Linked DNA regions of Zea mays: regions 2 and 3 are each linked to region 1. A link is a contact called in public Hi-C data. All regions are on one chromosome and are shown on one strand. The core of a region is the stretch at or near the end of the contact, and the rest is flanking DNA. Distances in the headings are between cores, read along the strand shown.

Region 1 (4,126 bases), core at 845-3,344:
CCTCATGGATAATATGGTACCTTGGAATACTCCCTAGGGAAAGCTACAAGGGTCTATGTGCACTTATGGAGTAAAATATGTTAGGTTAAAAGTCGCTAGCAGGGCAGTAAGCCCTAAAGAACTCTACTGTCTAGGAGGATCCAGTGCTTCGAGACATCCCTAGCTAAAATAATCGAAGTCCCAAGGCACTAATGGAGTTAGGTGCCTAGAGCCTCTGTCGTTGGAGACACTCAACGACACTTAGAGCTCATACCCTCTCATGCCCCCTAGGTCCCTAAGGTCCCTGCCCTCATGTAACGCGAGCAGTCAGGCCCTAAACCTCCCATGGGAATAAGGGACTTGTTACAACTAATTGTAAACCTGTCACAAGATAGAAGGATGTATCAAGTCCCAACAAGGGCTATACGACCCTAAGGTCGGTCAAAAGGTCTGATGACAAGTCCACAGTGCTATCTTATCAGATAAATCTTAGGTACAACACATAAAATGTATGATATGTGATATTATAGGTCTAATAGGCATGATTGCCACGACTTGGGATACATGGTACTTGAGACCACTATTCAGTAGATGCATCAATCATATAGCCACGTGTCATCATGGCATTGTACTGAGTGCATAACACTACCCAAGTTGCCAGCTACATCGTAGTAAATAACATGTGCCTCAGTTAGACCTATGCATAAAAACTGAAACCGAAGACTGAAAAACGAAAACGTAACCGAAAAGCGGAACCAAAACCGAAAAACCGGAAACGGCCAAACCGAAGTATTCTTCGGTTACCATTCTTCAAAAACCGAAATTTAGTTCGGTTTTCGGTTTTTAGTTTGGTTTAAACCGAAAAAACTAAACCATTAGCCCACTAGTTTAAAATCCCATTTTGACCCATGTGTGCACCTTCATCCAGTCGATGGGCTGGTCACACGGTCATGGGGCATGTAACCTTCTCAATCCCACTTCCCACTAGCTGCTAGACGCTCACACCGCTAGGAGCCGGGTTACCGGGTCAATCCCATCATGGCCTCACGCTCGTTGCTCACGGTCCCACCTTGTCACGTGAAGTTCGATTTTTGGTTAAACCAAAAACCGAACCGAACCATATGGCTAACCAAAGGTTCGATTTTTTCCTTTTCTAAACAAAAATTTAGTTGCCATTATCTAGAAATCGAACTTTAAAAAACAAAAAACTGAGCAAAAAAGTTTCGATTAACTGATTGCCCAGTCCTAGCCTTAGTCCCCACTCCCCACAAATACGACATATCATACATGTCCCTACGACAAGTATGGTGACCGATTGGTGAAGGACATCCGTGATACCGCCACGACCGAAGGCATGGCTCATGGTACGACTCTAGGAACAGGATAAGAATATGATAGTTAGGTCTTATCAGATGGGATTCTAGATTTATCTTTGTAATATCTCTCGTCTCCTGTACTATAAAAGGGAGACGAGGTTCCAGACTCTCTAAAGTTTAGAGAATGGTATGCTCTCTAGGTCACTCTACAATGGACAAACATAAAGGTGAATTAATATCAATAGATTAGAACTCACACAACAACTAAGAAGTAAGGACGAGCTAGGAGTTCTTGATGATTAGTGGTGCATGGGCTTGTAATTTTCTTGTTTATTAATCGATGAGTAGCAAAAGATCGGATAGTATTGCACACAACGACCCAAACCTAAGTGTCCTCATGCTGACACCTAGTCACGTCTAGATTTAACACACCGCGACTTACATCCCACACTCCTAAAACTTTCTCTCTTCGATATTTTACGTACTTTGATATAATATTTATGATATAAAAAATAAACTATAAAATATATTATCTCTATTTTAGTTCATGTGTTTGGTAATATAGGAACTAAAAGAGATTAAAAAATAGAACTAAAAATTAGATTATAAAAATTAAACATCCCCTTAAGGGCTTGTTCGGTTATTTTTAATCTGTATGGATTAGAGCGGATTGATACGGATTAAGAGAAATTTTAATTTGTTAGAGATTGAAACTCCTTCAATTCACCTCAATTCATATGGATTGGGTAGAACCGAAAGCCCTTCGTTAAGAATGATTGAGATAACTCTGATAGGGGCCGTGAGGTAATCCCGCAGTGCAGGTGAGCGACCGGCGCCTAGCGTTCTGTGGCCGCCGCCCTTCTGCCGTCCGACCGGACCAGGTCGCCGACGTCGCCCCTATCCCGCACGCGTCATCGCAGCGCCTCCGAGTCTCCGCCAAGATCTGCCTCGGCCACGGCGCGGCGCCGCTGGAGCTGCAGCCGTCCAGCCGACTGCCTTCCGCCGACCACCGACCACCGACCACTGGCCGAGCCGCCGCAGTGAGCCTCCTCTGACGTTCTTCCTGCTCTCCTATCTCCAATCTCGTTCTGCAGACAGTGATTGTATTTTTGTTCATGTGCTGAAATTGCGAAATAGAAATATTGATGCACAACTGCAAATACAAAGTAGATTAGGATCAGTAAATTGGAATGTGGTTGAATTTTGTTCATGTGCTAGTGTTGATCGACAACAGTAGAATTCAGACTTGGTCCAATATATTACTGAAATAGAGTTTTTTCATGTGCTAGAGTTGATTTGAAGTAGATGAATATTAAATACACAATGCTTTCATGTCCGTTAGAACCATAGGCCACACAATAAGTATATTTTTCATGGAAAGGAAGTTGCATTCTTGATGTTTGATTCCAGATCTGTGCTGTTCTATACAGGCTAGCTGCGCTTTGAAGCATGGGTCGTTTTGAACAAGTTACTCCAGAAGGCCCTGAAACTAATCAGCATGATGAGCAGCGCTCCATACGTTTACATGCATTTTCTGATCTATCACACGTCCCTGCAGCCACTTTTATTTATCTCTTAAAGGACTGCTATGGATATGGTACGCCTACAAATAAATTGCATGTTTCTCTATTTATATTGCTTCATCTATTGAAATCTACTCTGCTGCTGATCTTGTTTCACTGTGAAGTTGAATTCTCACAGCATATCTTCTAAAAGAGCTGCTGAAAGGAGACAATCATTACATTTGTATATTGTTAACTACTGGCTTTTCTTATCAGTTCCTATGGAATCTGTAATTGGAGGGACAGAGTAAAATTTTTAATAATCACAATATGTTTTTTTATCACTATCACAAAATTTTATCAAAATTTGACTGATGTAGTAATGCTTACAAATAAATTACTGTTTATTTAAAAACAAAATGTTCTCTGAAATTTATATATTTTTAAATGCAGTATTGCTATAACCCTTAATTATCTTCTTTATAGCTTTTATAATGCTTGGTTATGCTGACATCTGAGGTTCTGATCTTTTGTTAACTTTTAACTCAGGTACGAACAAAGCAACCTCAAAGTTTAAGATCCTCATGCAGCTGGTAAAAGTGGCATTGCATAATGGTCCACAGCCAGGCCCGTTCACATATGTTGTCCAGTGTATGTATATTGTACCTCTGCTGGGGAAAACTTATTCTGAAGGGTTCAGCCATATGTTGACATCCTCTTTAAAGCACTTGAAATCTGTGGAATCAGCACAGAAAGATTTCTTGGAGGCAAAGCACCTTGCCGCACAACTTGTTCTTGATATCCTTGATTCTATTGTACCCCATGAGAACCGCATATTGGTCAAGCTTCTTGAGACATTTGAAATTGAGTTGAGAGACATGGCCCGTGCTTTGTATGATTCAGAGTTGGACGATGGTGATCTAATGAAAGCACGTGAACATCTCAGACAGCAAGTTAAGCGCTGTATGGAATCAGAATCCAATGCACTTGCTGTGACTCTAATAACACATTTTTCCATCCAATGCTGTGATGAGTCCTTCATCATAAAATTGATTAAAAACAATCAATTAGAGATTGCAGAGCAGTGTGCTATTTTCATGGGCAAGGAAATGATATCGCTAGTCGTTCAAAAGTATCTAGATATGAAAATGCTGAAGAGTGCAAACAAATTGGTCAAAGAACATGAACTCACAGAAGAGTTTCCAGATGTTAGCTATTTGTATAAAGAGAGGTGACATACTGACATTCCTGTTGCTCACCCACACCTACATATATATATGTATTCTTTAGCAAACTTCTAGAATTGCGAAACATTTTACTATTCGCAGT
Region 2 (4,126 bases), core at 1,112-3,611, 250 kb after region 1:
TGGAAGCATGATGTGGCATTTTTTGGAGATTGCTAGTGACGAAAATAGCGTGTCACAAAACTATGACGACATATAATACGTCACTAAATTTATGACGAAAAAAACATGAAACGTCATAGATCATGCAATGCCACGCATGATAGGTGACGAAGTGGTTTTCGTCATGGAGATGTCATAAATTTTAAAAAGTGACATAAATTTAAGGTTTGGTGACATAAAGACAATGTCACAGAAGGTCACAAGTGTTGTAGTGGATGAGCGTCCAGTCCACGCCAGCGAAGAACGGGTGCCGCTTGATCTCGGTGGCGCTGCGCGTGGAGCTCATGCGGCGGCGCGGGTCGCGCTCCAGCAGCCGCCCCACGAGGTCCCGCAGCTGGGACTGGGAGGCGTCGACCTCGCCATCCAGCTGAGGGTAAGTGGCCTACTTGGAGAGGATGTTCTTGAGGGTGGCCACCTTGGTGTGGCTCTTGAAGGGCGTGCGGCCGTAGACGAGCTCGTAGAGGAAGACGTCGAAGGCCCACCGGTCCACGCCGTTGTCGTAGCCGCTCCCGCTCACGAGCTCCGACGCGAGGTACTCGTACGTGCCCACACAGTCCTTGGAGCTCGCCGCCATCGGCTCGACCATGAACTCGAACCGCTCCTTGCCGTCGATCTCCTGCTCCTCTTCACCGCCGCCATTGCTGGGGCCAGAGAAGCACGACGGGAGGAGGGCGATCCTCCTGCGGCGGCTGGGCGGCGGGCGTTGCGGGCGTGCGGAGCGGCTGGCTGGCGGGCGGGCGGGCGGGCGGTTCGCGCGGCGAGATTCGCGGCGGGCGTGCAGAGCGGTAGCGGCGGGCGTGGATATTCGCGGCGGGGTTAGGCAGGCGGACGTAGGGAGGCGGCGGCGGGATGGAGAGTCTGCACACCAAGATTTCTGGAGGCAGAACACGCGCATGTGGACGCCTACACTGAGTACTTAATTAGTTGTAAAGATTTTATGAACATATGATCCTTAGCAAACAAGTTTCAATTTATAAATGTTTCATATTTGTTTTGGTTGTGTTGGCATCAATCACCAAAAAGGTGGAGATTGAAAGAAAAATGTGATTTAAATCATTTCTATATTGGTTTTGGTGTTGGATGACCATATAAGGGGATGAGGTATTTTATGTCGCTTTGACAGTTAATACGTGTATGTGTAGTGTGGTATTGGAATTCAACGTGGATTTATAAACCAACAAATTACTAGTTAGAGCAACTCCAAAAGAACGTATAAACTAACCCTAAAATAGATATTAGTCAAGAATAGTGGTTTTTCTTATTCCAACAGCTCACTCATTCTTCCCCCAAAAAATTAGCGTCCCGCATCCACAGCCTCTTCTCCCTCATATTTTGGTGTGTTCTATCCCTCCCCAATCCATTCCTCAACGTATCAGATCATCCACGGTCTCCCGACGACTGTACAGATTGTGCCACATGTCACATTTAAAGAAACTGTTTGAGTACCCATCATAATTCACTCTTAAATTTTTTTAGATTGCTCTTAATAATCAATTTTTAGGGTAAAATTTTTAACATCCTTTTGGAGTTACTCTTATGGCTACTTTGGGAACCTCAAATCCCCTTCGAAATTGGAGGGGATTGGGGTGGAAATGAACTAATTTCCTCTCCAATCTCGAAGGGGATTTGAGTTTCCAAACTAGCCCTAAGATAAATTGGTCCTGCGGAAGCAACGGCGACACCCGAGGCTCGAGCCCTCTATGGCTCCTGCATCCTGAGTCTATGAAGCTCTACTAAAACATCCTCTAAAATTTAAAATATACATGATATAATGTAGAAGAGACTCATATACTATAGCGGTTTAATTTGATGATCCCTCCTAGTTTTTTTCCTTGGCTCCGCCCTTGCTTACTCAAAAGAATTTCAAGAGAATTTATTCGGATAGAAGTACTCCCAAATATATACGGGTTATATATAACTCGGCCGTTTTTGAATAATATGGTCGTAAAGCTGCATCTTGAAAGTTAAAATACGAGTGCATAATACTGTATATAACACCGCATACAACTAAGATGAGCTTCGACTGGATAGAACTGAAGTAACGACACTATTTGCCCTAGCCGATCTTGGGGACTTGTGCCACGTTGCCGGCCTTGTCGAAGAAGACGCGGACGCGCTTGGTGTTGAAGTCATCGGTCACGGCGGAGTCGACAGGCACAAGGATCACCTGGATGTCCGGGCGGTCCTCCTGGATCTTGCGCTTCGCCACCTCAGCAGGCATCCCCTCCACCTCCGGCCACGATGTCTTAGTGCTATGGCTATGGCTCATTTTCACTCACGGACTGCGTCCAATGGATAGCTAGCTGATGGATCGATCCTCTTTGGTTTTGCGCATGGATAGCTTGCTATATATATAGATGGGAACCAGAAGAGACCAGGCATCGTTCACATGGGATGCGGGATGCCTTTGCGTCATTTGGCTTCGAATTCAAGCTGACATTTGGTGCAAGCAAACCAAACCACACCCTTGGCATCTCTCGCTTCGCTTCTTCTTTTTTTTTTCTGGGTTCTGCGCCTTGTGGGTGTCGGATGCGGCCGGCTTGGAACGAGTCCGTCTCCGTGGCCTGCGTGTTCTGTCCTAGTTCCACGGCCGGCATTGCAATTTCGGCGCCGATGCAAACGACGAATTCCGCAGCGTTTTAAATACCATGTTAAATACCATGGTATAGCTAAAATCCCAATATTTTTAGAGTCTTGGATACTATGGTCTAGACCATAGTTTTTGCCGGGCGCGTGCCCTTCACGCCTCACTCTCGCCATCTCACGTCTTCTTTTTCCCACTCCTGGACACACACCACTTTTCCCGTTTCTCTTTGCATCTCCATCCTCTCCGCCGCTACCACTTCCGTCGTCGTTGCCGATGTTGACGACGCCCGCCCATGAGCTCAAAAATCGGAACAGCAAAGTCAGGGATGGTCGCTCATTCCAAACAAAATATATATCCTGGGCTCCGATGAAATGCCCTAGCAGTGGCGAGGTCGGGGGAGAGGTGTTAGAGGGTTTTTAGCGGCCGCAGGGTGGTCTGCGCAAGTCACCCGTAGGGGCGAGGGGTGTTTGGTTTCATGACCTAGAGTTTAGTTTATGTCGTATCATATGTTTGAATGCATTTGCAAATATTAAATATACTTTAATTATTATAAAACTAAATACAGTATAAGACTAAATAGTGAGATAAACTTATTAAACCTAATTAATTCATGATTAGCATCATAACATCAATAATCGAATTATGGACTAATTAGGTTTAATAGGCTCATCTTATCATTTAATCATTATTTATGTAATTAAATTACATTTAATACTTGTAACTAGTAACATCTAAATATTCGATGTGGCAGGGACTAAAATTTAATAAGAAGAACAAGCAGCCTTCTTAATCATGTCCTCCAACTGAGAAAGGTCTTTCTCTTCTTTGGCCAGTGCCATAAAGTGCATTTTTCTTGTATGTGTTTTGAGTTATCTAGAAAAAAAACAATCTATATAGATTCTTGATTTATATCCAGAGCTCTATCGCTGCCCATGGCATTGCACGCCGTACTTCTCTTGGGGGGGAAAGGGATTAATAAATACTCCCACCATCCCAATTTATAATCATTTAACTTTTTATTAAGTTTAACTCACTCGTCTTATCCAAATTTTGAAATAAAAAAATCAAAGTTATACTTAAAGTATATTGTATACTTAACAATATCATGGAAAAATGAATAATAACTATGGATTATTTTAATAAAACGAGACGGTCAAATTTGATGTAAAAATCAAATAAATTATAAATTCAAATGGATGGAGTACATAGATACACCAGTTTCAATTAGTTCAGGCTTGGTTCCTATTTGCCATGCACTATAACTTATTAACTAATGCTGACTTTAGTGTAACTTCTAATCTCAGTATCCAGCCTGATGTGTACGGTATGTCGGTATTGAGATTAGCTTTTGTAACACATCTGTAGAGCCAATTTTGTTAGCTTTAGTGCTTGTTTAATTTGAATATTCCAGGCTTCATTTTAAGTACTCAGAAAGCAATATTTTGCATATTTTACTCAAAAAAACATGTACTGCTGCTTACAAATCCGTTTCTCTAATAA
Region 3 (4,126 bases), core at 737-3,236, 190 kb before region 1:
TAGGCGGGGAGCGGAAGCGTATACGGTGAGGTCCGGACACGTGTCGGCTCCGGACCCCTGCCTGTACTTGATTAGGGCCTGGGTATTCTCTGTCCCAGAATCTCGGGACCCCGCTGTGAGCGGCCCGGACCCCATACAGAGGGGTCCGGATCCCATCCGAGAGGTCCGGCTTGCCTAAGTGGAGGTCCTGGACCATACCCGGAGTCCTAAATTTGTATATGCAGGGGTCCGGCACTTTCCCATTGGGGTCCGAACTCATTGTTGATACCTTGGAGTATATCATCTTCTCTGGCCACGTGGCGGCCCTGGAACCGCCCACGTGGTGGGGTCGGGTGCTGTTGCTGGCCCAGAGTAGTCGCCCGAGGCTGGGGCGAGCCATGGTCTGGTCCCACGCACTGCACCTTTATCACGCGACTAAAGATAACCGCGTGGATACTGCGTCATACGGTAGTAAGGGGTATCCCTGTTCCAGGGTACTGACAATACCCATGGCTAAATTTGGGATATGTTAAGTCTGGTGGAACCGGGTGGCTGCGTGTGTTCCTATTTCCACAAGTAACTAGCTGTCTATTTGTCCAGCATACTGCATACATGAGGATATTGAAATATTGTGCAGTTACATCCAACAACAGAGCACTGATGGAAGCACGACTGGCAAGTTAAATTTCACCCATTCCACTCCAAATCTGTTTAAATTTGACCAAAATCTTGCTAATGAAAATGGTCACATTACCCTCAACTCATGCAAGAAGACTACAAAGTTATCCATGGACAACTAATAAGAACTAAGTGATTCACATACATGTGCTTACCAACCGTTACGATTACTACAACTAAATAAACACCACAACAAGCCAATAATCACAATCTCACAATCGAGAATCTCAAATAATCCAGCCGAAGTTTAAACATAAACCTCACCTCCACAGGAGGAATTTTGTGGGGACCAAATTTTACAGTTAGTAAACAGTAGAGAACTTCGCACTTACCACAAGTTACTCTGTTACTGGTCCATGTTTAGAAAGAGGATATGATCTTTAAGTGAACAACCACGGGAACCCCCAACGCACAGTGACCCATTTGCACTAACGATAATCACTGATGTGGACGGCAGAGCTTCACCAAACCCAAACCGCAATGGCCAGATCCAGTAGTTACCAACCGTGAGAACACGGTACAGGACGCGGTGAATTCTGTCCCAGCCCCAAAGCCAGCACGTGGAAACACCCGCATTCGGCGCTGAGTAGCAACGATCCAAACGCACAAAAATAATTGTTTTTACCTCCATCTCAAACTCATCTTCTCCCTGTTTCCCTGGGCGGTCCATGAGCTTGACCGCGACCTTCCTCCCGTCGGGGAGCACCCCGCGGTACACGGTCCCGAAGCTGCCCTGCCCAACCATGTGCGCCCGGTCAAACCCACCCGTGGCCGCGTGAAGCTGCCGGTAGCTGAACACCTGCACGCCCCTCTCCCCAGCAGCCACCACCGACATCGCCGCCGCTCCGACACCATCTCTGGTGGAGTTACTGGACGGGTTGTCCGTCCCCTGCTGCTGCGGCGGCAGGGCCCGGGGAGGAAGCGTATGATGGGAGCTGGAACGCTTGGGGATATGGAACGCCTGGAGGCGACGGGAGACCTTGCGAGTAATGTAGCAGTAGTAGGCGAAGGCAGCGATGACGGAAAGGAGCGAGAGCGCGGCGAGGAAGACGATGACCAGCAGGGCCACCGACTCCTCGCGCTTGTACTCGTCGTCGCCGTCCGTCATTGGGTCGCTGGAACCCTAGTTCAAGGGGTTGCCGGGTTCGGAGAGGAGAGATCAAGCGAGTGATTTGGACGAAGACGGCGAGGGTTTTCGTGGGGTTTGGGAGTGGAATTGGTGTCTCACCTTCCTCTGCGCGGAACCCGAGGTAGGGGACAGGGCACCCAGCAGTGGGAGTCGGATTATTTGCAGTCGGTGGAGAGGGGTGTTTGGTTCTAGACAGGCTTTGTTTGTTTCCGTCGCTAAAGTCACAGTATTTTATTTCTAAAATGCACCGTGTTTGGTTTAGGGTTTAGTGTTCGTACGTTTGAGTGTTGAATGCAATTAACTTAGCGACTAAAATTAGTTAAGAAATTCAAACATCCTACCCTACCTAATAGTTTAACTATTAGTTATTTTATAATTAATTAATAGTTAGGCATCTATTTATTAGCTAGCTAATTTCACTAACAATTTCTATCCAACTAATTATTAGTTTTAGTACATTTAAACACTCTATTAATACTTTAGTTTCACAAAAGATACTAAACTACTATGCTAAAACTAGTCCCAGTGATATTTCTCTCTTTTTCTCTCTTTCCTCATTGAATACCCTGCTCTCTCTCCCCCCACAAGCGACCGTATGCTCCTCGTTAGCTACTTCTTGTTTAAAAGAGATATTTTCTTCGTTCTAAATTATTAGTCATTTTAGTTTTTGATTTTTATGTCTATTTTCAAATATATGATAACGAATCTAGACACATATATAAAAAAATATCTTAATTTGTGTATGAATCAACTAAAAATGTAAAACCTATTTTATTTTGGGATGGATGGAGTATTAATTAAGGGTAATATGGTAAAGTTTAACACTTGTATCAAACAACCCTCAAGTGCTGAAGTTTAGCAAGGCATGTTTTTCCCCTTGCTAAAGTTTAGCATCACACCTTTTGCTAAAGTTTAGCTCCTAGGGAACCAAATAGATTGGCTAAAAGTATTATGCTAAAGTTTAGCATCTATTAGCACTTTAGCTAAATTGTGCAAAAAGTGGTCTCAACCCCATTTTTCTCTTCTTTCCATCTCCCCCACCAAATGCCCCTTCTCTCTCCTCCCCACCCGTCGTCTATTGTATTGCTACTAGTTTAGGCATTAATTAAGAATAATATGCTAAAGTTTAGTACTTGTATTCAAACAACTCCCAAGTGCAAAAGTTTAGCACGTGCTAAACTTTAGCACTATAAAAACAAAACTGGTTTTAGACACTAAAGTTTAGTCAGTATCACATCGGATGTTTGAATGCCTATTAACTGTATTAAATACAGTCTAATTATAAAACTAATAACGCAGCTAAAGACTAGAAATAGAGACAAAAAATTTTAAACCTAATTAATCCACAATTAGCAAATATTTACTGTAGCATCACGTAATCAAATCATTGACTAATTAGACTTAAAAGATTCGTCTTACTGTGTATTCTTTATCTGTATAATTAATTTTATAATTAGACTATATTTAATACCTCTAACTAGTTGTCAAACATCAGATGTGACGGGGCTACCAAACATTGGCTAAAAATAGCTAGTGGAAATAGCTAGCTAACTATTAGCTAATTTGCTAAAAGTAGATAATAGCTGAACTATTAGCTAGATGTTTTGGATACCTTCAACTAATTTTAACATCTAACTATTAGTTCTACAGTGCATTCAAACAGAGAAATTTGCTATTTTGCCACTCTCAATTTTGGCTGCCTGTTATTATGCCATCCTGTGTCTATGACTGGTGGGGCCGTCTGTGTCTATGATTTGTGGGTCCGATGGCATACTGGCCAAGCCCACAAATGATAATGGCAAAATTGCCAATGGCTCATTCAAACACCACCTAAAGTTTAGCTCGTGTCACATCGGATATTTGAATGTCTATTACTAGTATTAAATCTAGTCTAATTACAAAATTAATTACACAACTAAAGACTAAACAATGGATAAAATTTTTAAGCCTAATTAATCCACGATTAGCAAATATTAATTGTACATCTAATGATCGAATCATTGACTAATTAGACATAAAAGACTCATCTTACTATTTACTCCTTATCGATGTAATTAGTTTTATAATTAAATTATATTTAATACATCTAACTAGTAGTAAAATTGTTGATGTGATGGGACTAAAATTTAGCCCCGCGAAACCAAAGACCCCCGAAATCAGGGGGCATCGTAATATGCCATCTGCTCTGTACATAGTGTAACACCCTGAATTTAGGGGTATAAATTTTCTTCTCCAATATGTAACGCCCTGAATTTGGGGGCATAAATTTTCTTCTCCAATATTCCCCAAATTCAGGCGTTACTCTCTTTTTCTCTTCCTGTTTCGCTCCTTCCTCCTATT

Evidence for each region. A called contact is a pair of places that touch in the nucleus more often than the background predicts.
Region 2: a Hi-C map of ear shows a contact between it and region 1, with 2.2 times the contacts expected there. The contact joins the promoter of LOC100280776 here to the promoter of LOC100382828 in region 1. A contact is called at or near these places in 7 of 25 Hi-C or Micro-C datasets (ear, endosperm, leaf and 2 more).
Region 3: a contact with region 1 is called in a Hi-C map of ear, with 2.5 times the contacts expected there. The contact joins the promoter of LOC100193562 here to the promoter of LOC100382828 in region 1. A contact is called at or near these places in 3 of 25 Hi-C or Micro-C datasets (ear, leaf and tassel).

Annotation. Positions count from the first base shown.
Region 1 is chr8:95,430,687-95,434,812 of Zm-B73-REFERENCE-NAM-5.0, forward strand. It overlaps LOC100382828, which reads left to right and starts at 2,095. Exons shown (of 11, transcript NM_001361684.1): 1 at 2,095-2,335; 2 at 2,726-2,892; 3 at 3,347-4,028; 4 at 4,126. The coding sequence starts at 2,745.
Region 2 is chr8:95,678,026-95,682,151 of Zm-B73-REFERENCE-NAM-5.0, forward strand. It overlaps LOC100280776 (subtilisin-chymotrypsin inhibitor CI-1C), which reads right to left and starts at 2,362. Exons shown (of 1, transcript NM_001153698.3): 1 at 1,931-2,362. The coding sequence starts at 2,308. The coding sequence ends at 2,096.
Region 3 is chr8:95,240,003-95,244,128 of Zm-B73-REFERENCE-NAM-5.0, forward strand. LOC100193562 (putative protein kinase superfamily protein) reads right to left here and starts at 1,987. Exons shown (of 5, transcript NM_001138671.3): 1 at 1,283-1,987. The coding sequence starts at 1,765.